Linked DNA regions of Gossypium arboreum: regions 1 and 2 are each linked to region 3. The links are chromatin contacts, called in public Hi-C maps. All regions are on one chromosome and are shown on one strand. Each heading gives the region's core, a stretch centred on a gene start, on an enhancer-like site or on the middle of the called end of the contact. The rest is flanking DNA. Distances are from core to core; before and after follow the strand shown.

Region 1 (4,726 bases), core at 1,686-4,185, 310 kb before region 3:
TAGGCCCTTTTCTACCATAGAAAGATTAACCTATAAAAAATTTAAGTATTAACTTTTACAAGCTTTCTTTAAAGGTTCTTATTTTCGGCTTTTGGGGTTTAATTTTTATCTCTATCTTTGTACTATTTACTTTTTGCCGATTTAATGAAATTATCTTTGACCGTGATTTTTTTATCTTTTTCGAATGAGTTTTTCTATGTAAAAATTCTATGTTCTTTTTTTTTCAATTTTTTCATTATTTTTCACACAAGTATATCCGGTTCAATTGATTCAATCTCTAAACAAAAAATAATGAAATAAATAAGTAAAAATTCATTAAAAAAACTAAATAAATAATTATCCCTTACATAAACCACCTTGAAATTTGTTTGTCAATGGTTGGCTATTGTTTTAATAGCCTGCTTTGTCCGTAGACTTGACTCAGAATTCCATTTGTCAGTGGTTTCCTTTTTCCATCTCAATAAATAAACGATCCTGATTTAACATTCTGATACGTGATATTCGTGACAGGTTTTAAATATTTATAATGAATCGTTCTTAAAACTAACTATTATCACGATGAAGGCAAATGTACCTATCGAATAGTAGTATAGCTTTAGCAAAACCGGATTATCGAACCAAAGGAACTAAAAGTACTAGTATCAACTTTCTTTTTATTATCTAGCCTAAAAAATAAAAGGGTTTTGTTTATCTAACTAATTAACTAAACTAAGAAATCACAGAAAAGAAATTTGGGGAAAATACTTTTTGTAAAACTCGATTGATTAAGACAATACCTAAGGAAAAATCCACCTAGACTTCACTTGTTATTTGAGTTTGAATCGGACGATTTATTCATTCAACTTGTTCCGTAGAGATCTCTAAGTTAGATTATTATCTCTTTCGAGACTAACATCGTCTAACCCTAGATTGAATAATTGAAATCTCTTTCTAATTAACGCCCTAGGGTTGCATTAACTCGATCTATGGATCCCCTTATTAGGTTTCACCCTAATTCGGAAAAATCTTGTCACCCTATCTCTAGGCGCGCAACCAACTCCGCTTAATTATGACAAATTTAATCTTAGACAAGGTCTATTCCTTCTCTGAATAAGAGCTTAACATGAATCAATATGCTGGAATATCAAAACAAGAATTAAGAACACATAATTAAGAACAAGTCAAATATTTATCATACAATTCAGATAATAATAACAAGATCCGTCTTAGGTTTCATTCCCCTTACGTATTTAGGGGTTTTAGTTCATACTAATGAAAGAACACATCTCAAAAGAATAAAAATAACAAAACATAAGAAAACCCAAAACTCCTGAGGGAATTTGAAGGGAGATCTTCAGCCTTGATGGTGAATTCGGCTTCTGAGATGGATCGATCGGCTTTCCTTGAGCAATTCCTTTCTTCCTCCCCTCCTTCCCCTTGTCTAAGTGCCTCCTCAGGTGTTTAAATAGGCTTTGGAATGCCTAAGAGCCCTTAAAATTGGCCTTTTCCGAATTGGACTAAACTTGGGCTCGGCAGGGACACGCCCGTGTGCGATTGCTTAAGGCCGTGGTCAAGGCTGTTAAATGGGCATGAGCGTGTGATCTACTCGTGTCAATCATGCTTTGACCTTGCCAAAGGGACACGGCCATGTGGTCCGCCCATGTGAGGAAGTCTAGGCCGTGTTGATTTCGTACGTTGGCCCATTTTCTCTGTTTTTGGCCCGTTTCTCGTTCCTTTCACTCTCATATGCTCACCTAAGAATAAAACATGAAATTAAGGCATTAGGAGCATCGAATTCACCAATTTTAAGAAAAAATCATCCATAAAATGTGCTAAGCATGGGATAGAAATATGTATGAATTACGGTTTATCACATTCCGTCGTCGTTTCTTATCTTTGGTGTCAACTTTTGAAATTTGATCTCTAAGGCTTGTCATCATTATTAGTAAAAAACTAGAAAGTGGACACCACACTTAAAAAGATCCATCTTATAAAAAATAGGTTAATTTCATAAGATGTTTTCAAAACATGATCTAAAATTTAAATTAGTCTTTAAATTTTAAAGTGTTCTAATTAAATTCTTAAAGCATCAATATTGTATCAATCAGGTCCCCTTGTTAGTTTAATCAATAGCTTGAACATAGTTGTTGTATCAAAATTAGCATAGAATATACTTAAAACATGTGGATCAAATTGAAAACTTATATACCTACTAAATAAACATGTTTAAAATATAAATATTAAAAAATTGTTGGTACTTTCTAATTTTTTCCCTTTTAACACATTAAATAAAAAAAATGTTATGTGATAGATACAAACATGTTTATAATTTGATTCATATATTTTAAATATGTTCCACGTCGATTTGAGTAAAAGAAAGGACTTGACTTATACAATGTTAATAATTTAATGATCCAATTAAAATGTTTTAGCCAACTGTATAAAGGAGTAATGGTTAAGGTTGTTTCAAGGATAGGATTCAAATCTTGTTAATTTAATTCCTCTCTCTAATTTGTAAGGTAAAAAAAAAATATTTTTGAATTTTAAAAATTAACTAATAAAAGTATTATGGAGATTCTTGTACTAAGAATTAAATTACATTTTACCCCACTACTAAAAAATAGGCAAATTAGTCCTTATACATTCGATCAAAGAGTAAATTGTTCTGATAAAAATTTTACCCATCTCTATTGTTAAAACTGGCCTTGTATGTCAAAATGAGCTACACATGGCATGCCACATGTAATTGACTAGTTATTTTGTCAGGCATGCCAATTTTTAACAGTAGAAATGGATGAAATTATTAAAAAAATTTACTTTTTAATCTAATGTACAAGAATTAATATATCCATTTTTTAGTAAAGATGGACAAAATGTAATTTGACTCCTAATACAAAGCTCTATATGCTACTTTTACCGAAATTAATTTGAATTCCTTCGTTCGAATTAACCCAAGAAATCACAAAACGCAACCGCATTAAGGAAGATGTGACGTACCAAAGAAGAGCCAGAAGCGCGAGGGAACGAGCGACCGTAGTCCTTTCTAATATTGCAAAATTCCTTCACACCCGCCCAAATTTGACCTTTTTAACTTTAATCTCCTTTTCTTCTCTTGCTCTAGCAATTTAGATCTAAATTTTAATATCCAAAAAGAGAACAATTTTATTTTCATTTTTCAATTTTCAATTTTCAATTTTTTCTTTTTTCATGGTATATTCAAAAGTTTTAATGTGAAAGGTTTTAATTGAGTTAACTCGTGGAGGATAACCAGCGGCTGAGTCAAAGAGGCTATGGCAGGAACGAGTGACTCAGTTTCTGTCAAGGTTCCTTACAGGAACTTAAGGAAAGATTCGGAAGTTGAAATGATCGACGATCCATATCATCGTCGGATCGATCTAAATTCGTCTCCTGGCTCTCCTTCAACTTCTGCTTCGCCGCCTTCGGCTAGATTTCCCAACGGAAACTCTAACTTATCGTCGCCGATCCACGTTAGATCTAAGGATTGTAGCTTGATAACTCTCGCTCTTAGTTGTACGATCGCCGCCGGGGTTCAATTTGGTTGGGCTTTGCAACTTTCGCTTTTGACTCCTTACATTCAGGTCCTTTTTTTGTGTGTGTTTTCCCTTAATACTTTTTATATTTTTAAGTAACGGAGAAAATTAGGTTATTTACTATGCATGTTGTTAATTTTGAACTCTGTGCAATGTGTTTGAATTAGATCAGTGTTATTATTAGATGGCATGTTGTGCTTTGCTTTTGTTAATTTTATGAAATAGAAATAAAAGAATATCAGCGCCAAGTACTCTTTTGTTGATATTTTTGAATCATCAATTAGAAAGTATACACTGCAATACTTTTTCTTTATTGTTTAGTCGGTAATTTGCCTAATTTTCATGGATTTTTAGAACGAATTTTGGGTGCAATTACAATTTGGAAAAGAAAGATTATGGCGTGAGAGAAAAACTCTTTATATAATTTCTTTCTATTTCTTCTCATAATTTCTAGAAATACTTGTAATTTTTAACATATCATAGAAGGCCCTCGCAGTGTTTGAAAAGGAATAAAAAAAAAAAAGGAGTAAAAGGCTAGAATGCTTTTGCTTTGTTGATTATTGTCGTTCTTCTGAGAAAAGAAGAAAAAGTATGGCCATTGTTCGAAGAACATGTTTTAATCATAAAGTAATTCTCAAAATATTTTGTGAAACTGGGTAACATTATCTTTGTATTTATTTATTTTTTATTAGCCTCAGCCTTGATTCCTTTTCAACTGCTCTGAGCTTCTTTTGAGCTTATGGTGCATTTCCCTTGTTGTTTGACCATTCATATTGGCTGATTCATGCAGACACTTGGAATAGAGCATGCTTTTTCTTCGTTCATTTGGCTCTGTGGTCCAATAACTGGTCTTGTGGTAGGTGATGGGAACCATATTACATATAAATTTATATTGATGCCCTGTTCATTATTATGGTGGTGCAATAATTGATGTAAATGACTACACTTAAAAGATTGCTGTCTTTATATGTGATCTATTGAGTTGTTTTTATTTTGATCTTAGGTTCAACCTTGTGTCGGTATTTGGAGTGATAAATGCACTTCAAAATATGGAAGGAGACGGCCTTTTATCCTTGCTGGATCACTCATGATCTCTCTTTCTGTAAGCATTGAAGTGTTACATAATTCATTCTTATATACTATGTTTCTGGGTTTTATATCTGCTAAACTAAATTTTGTAATTTAGGTGATAATAA
Region 2 (4,174 bases), core at 1,510-4,009, 290 kb before region 3:
GAATATAAAATTTACGTATAATTATTTTATTACTATTGTTTTCATCACTTAATTATATTTTGGATTCGTATAAAATTACATTTGCTATTTTAGATTAATTATCACTTAATTAGTGTTACGTTACATATAAATTAAAACTAATATTTAGTACTATAAATACATGCATTATCAATGCATTTTCATTTAAAATAACATCTAAAGAATTATAGGAAAATTCATATTGTAGTATTATTTAATAGGTTTTGTTTCCATCAAAAAAAAAAGATCTTCATTATTGTTTGAGATGTTTAATTATTATTATTATTATTTAATACTTGATAGTTTTACTATGATTTGATTTTAATAATATTTACATAATTGTGAATGATGTTTACTATTGTGTTATGAAATATTATGTTAAAGAAAATGAAGTATTAAAGTCTTGGTTCTTTATAGGTGAAATTTTGATTTATATTCAAATTATAAGTTATTTTATCTAATTACTTAATATTTTACTATCAATTATTTCCTACTCTTTTATTTTCATTACTTTTAAAAATGTTATTTTTTCTTTAAACTATTTTTCAAAATTAACAGACTTTTATTATAAATTAGACAAATTTTAATTTAATTAACAAATATATATTTTAAAAATTTATAAACTATATTATTTAGTAAATTTAAAAATAAACACGGAAGACACGTTACATGAGAACTGGTATATGTAAGAATGGGAGAAGACTAAAGCCCTACAACAATCCATTTATACACATCCTTCTTTGATTTGAATCTTATGTGCATTCCTTTGTAAATTTTTTGCTGATTTAAACATCACAACTTGATAACCATACATTTAAAAGGTGTTTAGTTTAAGGAATGTATGATTATTTTTGTAATATGATTATTAGAACGTAATATTACTTAACACGTTATTGGGTATGTTATATTATATTGTTTAATTTATTTAGTTTGAAAGTAAGTTTTTGTTATTTGATTGAGGAAATATAAAATTATCTAAACACATTTTACTAAATAGTCATCGAGAATTTTTATTATTTTTTATTCTTTACAACACATTGTTTAAGCTTATAGTATTTTATTTTACTGATAAATGAATGCTTTTTTTTTTAAATTAATTTAATATCTCCATTTTCAAATAGATAAATTGAAATTAGGAAATAGTTAAGGCTTCTCTTTGATCAAAGTGACAGGAGAAAAAAATACAATTTTACCAAAACATGTTATTTGTTATGGTGTAATGGAAATTTTAACCAAAATAATAAAAGAAAATAATGGTAAAATTATCATAAATATAAAATTTCATGCAGAAATAAAATAGAGAAATTATTATTTTTCTCAACTTATAACAACAACATCAAGGATCCAGAGTCGTTGGTGAGTTTTTATTAGGAAAAAGTCAGGTTTGATAAAAAAAGATCCACTTACCCGCAATGATTTAAAAAATTCTCACATACCCTTCTGTAAAGTTTGATGAAAAATTCATGATCCTCTTAAAGTTTTTTATTAAATGAAATAAATAGAATGACAATTTCACCTTTTATATTCAATGAAAAATTAAATAAATTTAATTAGTTAAAAATATTTTAATTATTATTAAATTAAATTATAAATTACATTATATTCTAATATAATCTTATGCTAAATATAAATAATTTTCAATTAATATTTTTTTAATAAATATAGTTTAAGATATGATATCTTAAAGTTTAGAGGGTCTTAGCCTTCTAGTTCAGCCAAGGCCTCGTTCGCCATAAGTTTATTTTAAAATTTTGGACAATTATTTTTTTCTCTTTTACGTTTTTTTTTCATTTTCAACTTTTTCTTTTGCACTTTCAATATTAAATTTTCGATGATTTTTTTTAAATTTCACTTTTATATTTCAATCAATTTTTCCCATTAAAACTTTCTAGTAATTAATTATTTTTACATAAAATATATGACAGAGTTTATCTCACACGGTTTATACATAACTAATTAAAATAAATTTAAAATATTTAATTTTAATTGAATTCAAATATAATTTTATGAAAAAGTCAAATATATTGTATAGCATTCAATTTTTAATATTAAAATAGAGAAATGAATACATTAAATAGAAAATATATAGATAAATAATAATAAAGGAATAATTTATCTTTTAATTAGTAAATAGATTTGAAGGGGTGTTTATGAAATTTTCTTTAAACCTGATGGGTACGAGCATTCTTGAAACTATAGGAGTAGGTGTCTTTTACCCTTTTTGAGATAAATTTATCAAAAATCTCACATTATCATGAAAATGTAATATTACTTAAAAGAAGATATACTCCGGAATCTTAGCACTATTAAAAATATAATAATAACAGTAGAATCTAATATTACTCACTAGAGGTAGGGGAGGCTTCCTTGATTTGTAAAATTACTATTTAAACCTATAAGTTTTATAAAATTACAATTCAAACCAGTTAAAAAGAAGCACCCACATTCACCTATGGAATCAAAGCTTCATAAAAAGTGGTTGCATCCCTATCCTGAAAATTTATTTTACATCTAAAGACAACTGTCTTTATTGAGAAAAACACCACAAATTGTCTCCCAAGTGTGGAAATAAAAGTCTAGTAACATGAAAATGACCTCAAATTATTGGACTTGGATTGGTATCACTACTTTAAATGCTTTCAACACTCATAATATAACCAATGTTTAGTTAGTAGCCTTTCTCATTTTTTTTTCATGAACATGCATGCACGTGTATAAAAATTTTGTTGCAATTATTTAAACTAAATTTCATGATATTATTTTTATTGCTAATTAGTTTTTAAAAGAAAATAATAATAATATCAGCTAGCATTTCCCTCACCCAATGGCATAGTCACATACATGCATATCTCTCTCTCTCACTCTCTCTCTTACACACACACACACACAGAATTGATATATATATATATATAAGCCATCCATTTCAGAAAAATCTCTGCATCACCTTCCAATTCAAGAAACTAATTTATTTTTCTTTTATAAACTGAATTATCAAACCTCTCTTTTGCTTTTTCTTTCATTAAACTCTGTGTCTACTCTCAGGATTTTCTGCGTATTGTTGTTTCCTTGAAGAACATCATGCCATGGCAGTCAAGCATGAAAATATATATTTTTCTCAATATTGTTTGAATTAAGATCATTATTATTAAGACATGTCTTGCAATGGGATGGCTTTTTTTCCGGCCAATTTCATGCTCCAAACTCCTCATGAAGAAGATCATCATCATCAACCCCCAACTTCCATCAATCAAATGCTTCCTTCATGCACACCCCAAGACTTTCACGGTATATATATCATTCTGAATCTTTAGGGTTTACATATGTAAAATCTATCATGGAATTGATTTCTTTTATATATATATATAGGTGTTGCACCATTTCTGGGGAAGAGATCAATATCATTTTCTGGTATAGATCATGTATGTGAAGAAGGAAATGGGGAGGATGATTTATCAGATGATGGTTCACAGGCAGGAGAGAAGAAGAGAAGGCTGAACATGGAACAAGTGAAGACCCTTGAGAAGAACTTTGAGTTGGGGAACAAGCTTGAACCTGAGAGAAAAATGCAGCTGGCTAGAGCTCTTGGGTTGCAACCAAGGCAGATTGCTATTTGGTTCCAAAACAGAAGAGCAAGGTGGAAAACCAAGCAACTTGAGAAAGACTATGATCTCCTTAAAAAACAGTATGAAGCTATCAAAGCTGATAATGATGCACTCCAAGCTCAGAACCAAAAGCTTCATGCTGAGGTAAGCATATATATGTATGTGTGTGTGTGTGTTGAATAATTGAGCTTTTTGAAGATTATTATGATCCATTTCTTCATGCTTTATTGACTTACCATGAACCATTATTTTCAGAACCTTATTTCTGCCACATAATTTTACTTTTTTTATTGATTGACGGTCTAATTCTGTTTTTAGCCTCAGATTCAATCTCTCTACTTTAATTTAGTATAATTTCTCATTTATTTTTATAATGATATTTGTAGATTCAAATTGATAACACCATTAATTGTTATTGCTAAAGTTCTATCACAAAAGATCATGCAAAAATTTAATCATTTGTGTCCAACCAATAATAAATTTAAATCTTAATTAAATACTTAAACTATTTAAAAAAACCATTTCATCAAGTTACAAATAGCAATTAACAGTAT
Region 3 (4,785 bases), core at 1,871-4,370:
ATGCATCTTCTTTCGATGCAACTAAAGCCTTCTTTCATAAACCTTGATATGATAAGTTGACAAATACAGATGAAGATCTTTTCAATTACATCTACCAATTTCTAAGTATTTGTCTTAAAATTGGGATACCATTGAACCTTAGGGCTGCAATGATAGTATACCGTAGGGACGGTTAAAAAATACAATAGGGAAAAGATGAGAGTTCGTAAAGTTCAAAACTGTCAAAAGAGGGCATCCTTTAGGTCTTTTTCTTTTTCGGCAGCCTCTGCAGCTTCCTCCATTTGAGGTAGATTTGGTATGACAACCCAGAGAAGACCATTAGTACACAACCCCATTGCTTTGGGGACAGTGGATTGCCACTCAGCAGAGAAGACACCACGATACTGACAAATTTGCGTGTGGTGGTGATGGTTGTGTTTGCCAAGGAGCCAAATCGACTTATGGTAAGAAAGATGAAATTTTGGCCAACAGCACCGCAGAGGCAATAGAGGAGAATATCCCAAGCAGCTTCTGGATGCTGCTTGCAAAACTGGACTGCCTCGAAACCACTACCATGCGGCCAGCCAAACATGTAAATCATGTTGTATATGGTGCCCCATAGATTCATTCCCAACATGATTTCCCAAGCACTTGTCTTTGGATACCTAGGCAAAGGAAACCAAAAAGATTTGAGCGATATAAACTTGAATTAACAAGAGAAAATCAGTTCTAATTAGAATAAAAAAAAGGCTGGCAAGATATCAATAATTGCAGGATTTTTAGGAGCCACAGCAAGAAATGGAGGAACCGAGGTTTGTTGTGTCAGCAAGCTGATCTGTTTAGTTCTCATGAATCTTGATTGCCAAAAATTCATTCTTGAAGATTTACAAAGCAGAGTATATATTGAAGTCAGCCAGTTGCTTCAAAACTCAATCCCTCTATTACAATTATTTTCAAAATACTAGGATTATTGTCCAAAAAGCAATGTCCATGTTAAGATGATGATGATGATCATAATAATAAATGCTTTAAGAGAAGAACACGGCACCAAAGATAAAAAGTATGAAAATGTTTCCACAAACATACCTTGCAGTTATTGAATCCTGCGTAGCGTTTGTAAAGCCATCAAATGCAAGGTTCAAAAAACAGAGCCCATATCCAAGGGGTGCATTGGGGTGTGCCAACTTACTAATTGTTTTAGAGCTAGTCTGGAATAAAGATCAAAGCAGACACAAGAGCAATATATGACTCAGAACAGGAGTTTCATAGGGGAAGCTTAATGATATTTACTCCTCCAATATGCCTAGAAAATAAGCAAGATAGCAATTATAAATCACAAAATAAAAGTAGCAATGTTTTTTACAGTCATAACTTTTAACATTTTCCCACCTTCATAAGTGCAAAAGCAGATACTCCTCCAGCCACAAGGAAAGTACAGATATACTCGGGGAAAGTGTATCGAATACCATAAACTAGAGTGCCCATCAGCATGACTGCATAAACATATAATACATTATTAGCTAATTACTGAAACAAGATGAGAAAAGGAGTTTACATTATACCAGAAATGTACCGATCAATGAAAACACGTGAGAAAAAGGAATTGCAAAAAATAAGTTATATCTTACCAGGAATCATTTTTGAGGACTTGGCCAACACCTGCAAGAGAGACAAGCAACATTAAGCGTTAAACTTAATACCAAAGACTCCAACTACACATGTTCACCTACAAAAGCAGCCTAACTAGGAATTTAAACAATCTGTCAATTCAGGTAATACCTTAATGGGCAATAACCAGAGGGAACTTAAACAGATGAGGCAAAAAGAGAAGACATATAAAAGTATGGAGAATCAAAGACATGCCTGAGCCGGGTAGCTGATGTACTTCAATGCTTCTATACCCATGGCCGGACCAATTGTATTTGTGATTCCAGCACTCCAATAAGTCCACAAGGGAGCACCACCATTGCTTCTACTGGACCAAAGCTTTATCACTGGATGAAAGACACAAAAACAAACATATTATTATTTTCCATAATTCTCACCAGTCAATGGTACATATATAGCCAAATTTATAAAAACATTATGATAGTGCAAATGGAGAAGCTTACTTATGTAAGACCAAACTAAGCAGACCACATTTTGCGCCAAGTTAAGAAATGCAAGATGCTCAAACCTCTTCCCGTCGGAACCAAATCGCTTGGTGGACCTAAACTCAACAAAGTATAAAAAGAAAATGTAATTAGAAAACGATAAACGACTACAATTTACTCGTTGAAAAGCTACATCTTTCTCCCAAGACGGGTCACCCATCTATCCATTTTAGCAATTTGAAATTTATCAATGCAAAACAATTTATCAACGTGAAATTTTGAAAATGCCAGCGCAAAATCAGTAAAAATTAATACACACACACACGATACTATTTAAATGAACAGTTGCTATCTACAAAAAGAAGTTCCAAGTAAAAAGAAGAAATGGAAGAATCACGACAATTTATTCAAATTCAAAGAAATAACAGTCATATCAATAACGAACCGTAACATGTTAACCTAGATCCAAAATTTTTATTCTTCGCATCTAAACCTACCTCTGAATTAACTAAGATTACGAATAATTCGTTGCAAATTAAAAAATAAAATGCATTCAAAAAGGATTTCCAACAACAGATCAAGCAAAGCAATAACTAATCGAAAAAGGTTCAGAAGAAATCAAACATAACAAAATAAAATAAAAACAAAAATAATACATACAGAGTTTCCTGAAGAAAGCCTTGGTAAATATAGGCAGACCAAATCCCGGCAACGCAAAATGCCAACACCAAAACTCGCCGGAGTCCGGCGCCGTGTGCCTCCATTACGACGCCGCTCGATAACTGTTTTCTCACTTTGATTCAATTGCGAAGATTATATGGTAAACCCAAAAGGGAAAAAGAACGGAGATCGAAGATCACGAAGGAGGGAAAAAGAGATCTTTTGTGAAAAAAAGCAAAAATGTAAAACATAAAATAAGAAGGGAGCGCCAAGTTACGTGGGTTACCCACGTGTCTTTATTTTATTGGATTGATGACTTCATGACTTTCTTTTGATTGGTTATTGAAACGCGGCCTTGTGCTGGTTCTCCAATCCCTCCGTCAAGCTTCATGTTCAACCCCACCGTAACTTCCAAAAAGTTTTCTATAGGTCTAATTTTAAATTTCATCCCTTTGATTTATGAATTTTAACAAAATTAATCATTTATTTTAATTTTTCACAATTTAGTCTTCATACAAGCTGTGCAAATGAGATATTAGTACTCAAAAGCCATTCAATTTCAACTAAAAATAACTCAACTTTAGTTAATTTAGTCTTAGCTCAGTTGGCATCGGCATTATTGGCAACGCAAGAGAATGTGAGTTCGTGCGTGCTGAAGCACATTATCTTCTTATTTAGGGTTGAAGAGGGACTATAGATAATTCTAGGCATTGTATCAAAAAATAAAAACTAGTAATCATAATATTATACTCATATGAAAAGTAAATAAAAAAAAAAACCTCAAATTCAATTTGATAATAACCAAGTCGAGCCCAAGCAACTCAAGCTATTATTCAAATAGATTTGAGAATCATGATACTCAATCCAAACGACTTACAAATCTAACCAAGCTTTTCATTGTAATATATTTTTATATTATGAAATTATGTAATTGTCCTTATCATATAGAAAGAGTTTAAGTATAGGTGAGTTTAATCGTGCTTGAATATGAAAATTGATAAAAGGAGCTTAATTGAACTTGAGCTCAAGTAGATCAATAATGTCTTAAATTGAGCCCAAACTTAAAATTTAATGTTTAATTGAGCTTGAGCCAAATATCAAGTCCTGAATTTCGGTTTTGACTCGGCCAAGTTACTCCCATACTTCATACTTTATTAAAACTATGGAGTTAATATAATTATTGAAATAGTAATTTTTGGTCATTTTTGCATATAAATTACTCAACTATTGAATTTCACTATTTTCTTTCGTATATAAATAGTTGAAAGGTTGATTTTTAAGTTTGAGATTAACAATACTAACCTTTTAGTTTTCTAAAGTACAGAAACCAAATTATTACAAATAGAAATAGGTGGACTAATTTCTCAATTTTTGTAAAGTAGTGGGAGAAATTTCGAAATTAGAACTATTTAAAAGCTCTCTTTGACTTTGAAGGGAAGCCAATAAATGAAATGGTTGGACCGAAATGGGCCGCAACAGGGATTGGTCTAATTCTTTTGGAAGCCCGGTTTAGTTTTTATGCAATCATTTTGATCCATTGCATGAAAAGTAATATGTTAGGTGCAGGGACAGAAATTTAAAATATTCTAATGCGTTTTCTAAATTAGTTTTTATTTTTTAGTAATTTATTATTTTCAAGTTAAAATTTACAAGCTTACAATAGGATAAGTTTAACATTTCTATTGCTAATTGCTTTTATAAAGTTTGGGAAATGTTATGAAAAATGTATTTTGTTAATTGTAAGTGTTTGGTATTATTATAAAATTGTAATATAAAATTAAAATTTTATTTTAGACTTAGAAATTAACAATAAATTAATTTAGATAATATTTAAATAATTTAATATAATTTTACATGAAATATGTATTTTAAATATTTTTAAATAATTAATAAATTATTTGTAAATGTAATGATACATGAAATATTTTAAAATTTTAAAAATAAATTTATATTTAAATTATTTAATAGAATGATATTTTAAATAATTTAATATAATAATACATAATAATAAGTTAAACTAAATTTTAAATAGTTATTATAATTAAAGATATTT

The links. Hi-C and Micro-C count contacts between places; a contact is called where the count stands out from the background.
Region 1: a contact with region 3 is called in a Hi-C map of leaf, with 4 times the contacts expected there. The contact joins the promoter of LOC108468124 here to the promoter of LOC108453728 in region 3. A contact is called at or near these places in 2 of 5 Hi-C or Micro-C datasets (both in leaf).
Region 2: a Hi-C map of leaf shows a contact between it and region 3, with 2.3 times the contacts expected there. The contact joins the promoter of LOC108469902 here to the promoter of LOC108453728 in region 3.

What each region holds. Positions count from the first base shown.
Region 1 is chr13:20,649,002-20,653,727 of ASM2569848v2, reverse strand. It overlaps LOC108468124 (sucrose transport protein SUC3-like), which reads left to right and starts at 2,935. Exons shown (of 14, transcript XM_017769299.2): 1 at 2,935-3,578; 2 at 4,321-4,386; 3 at 4,534-4,632; 4 at 4,717-4,726. The coding sequence starts at 3,270.
Region 2 is chr13:20,629,472-20,633,645 of ASM2569848v2, reverse strand. It overlaps LOC108469902 (homeobox-leucine zipper protein ATHB-13-like), which reads left to right and starts at 2,759. Exons shown (of 3, transcript XM_017771045.2): 1 at 2,759-3,303; 2 at 3,385-3,764. The coding sequence starts at 3,171.
Region 3 is chr13:20,339,812-20,344,596 of ASM2569848v2, reverse strand. LOC108453728 (UDP-galactose/UDP-glucose transporter 3) reads right to left here and starts at 3,120. Exons shown (of 7, transcript XM_017752007.2): 1 at 2,733-3,120; 2 at 2,091-2,188; 3 at 1,843-1,973; 4 at 1,608-1,638; 5 at 1,369-1,472; 6 at 1,066-1,187; 7 at 8-644. The coding sequence starts at 2,836. The coding sequence ends at 239.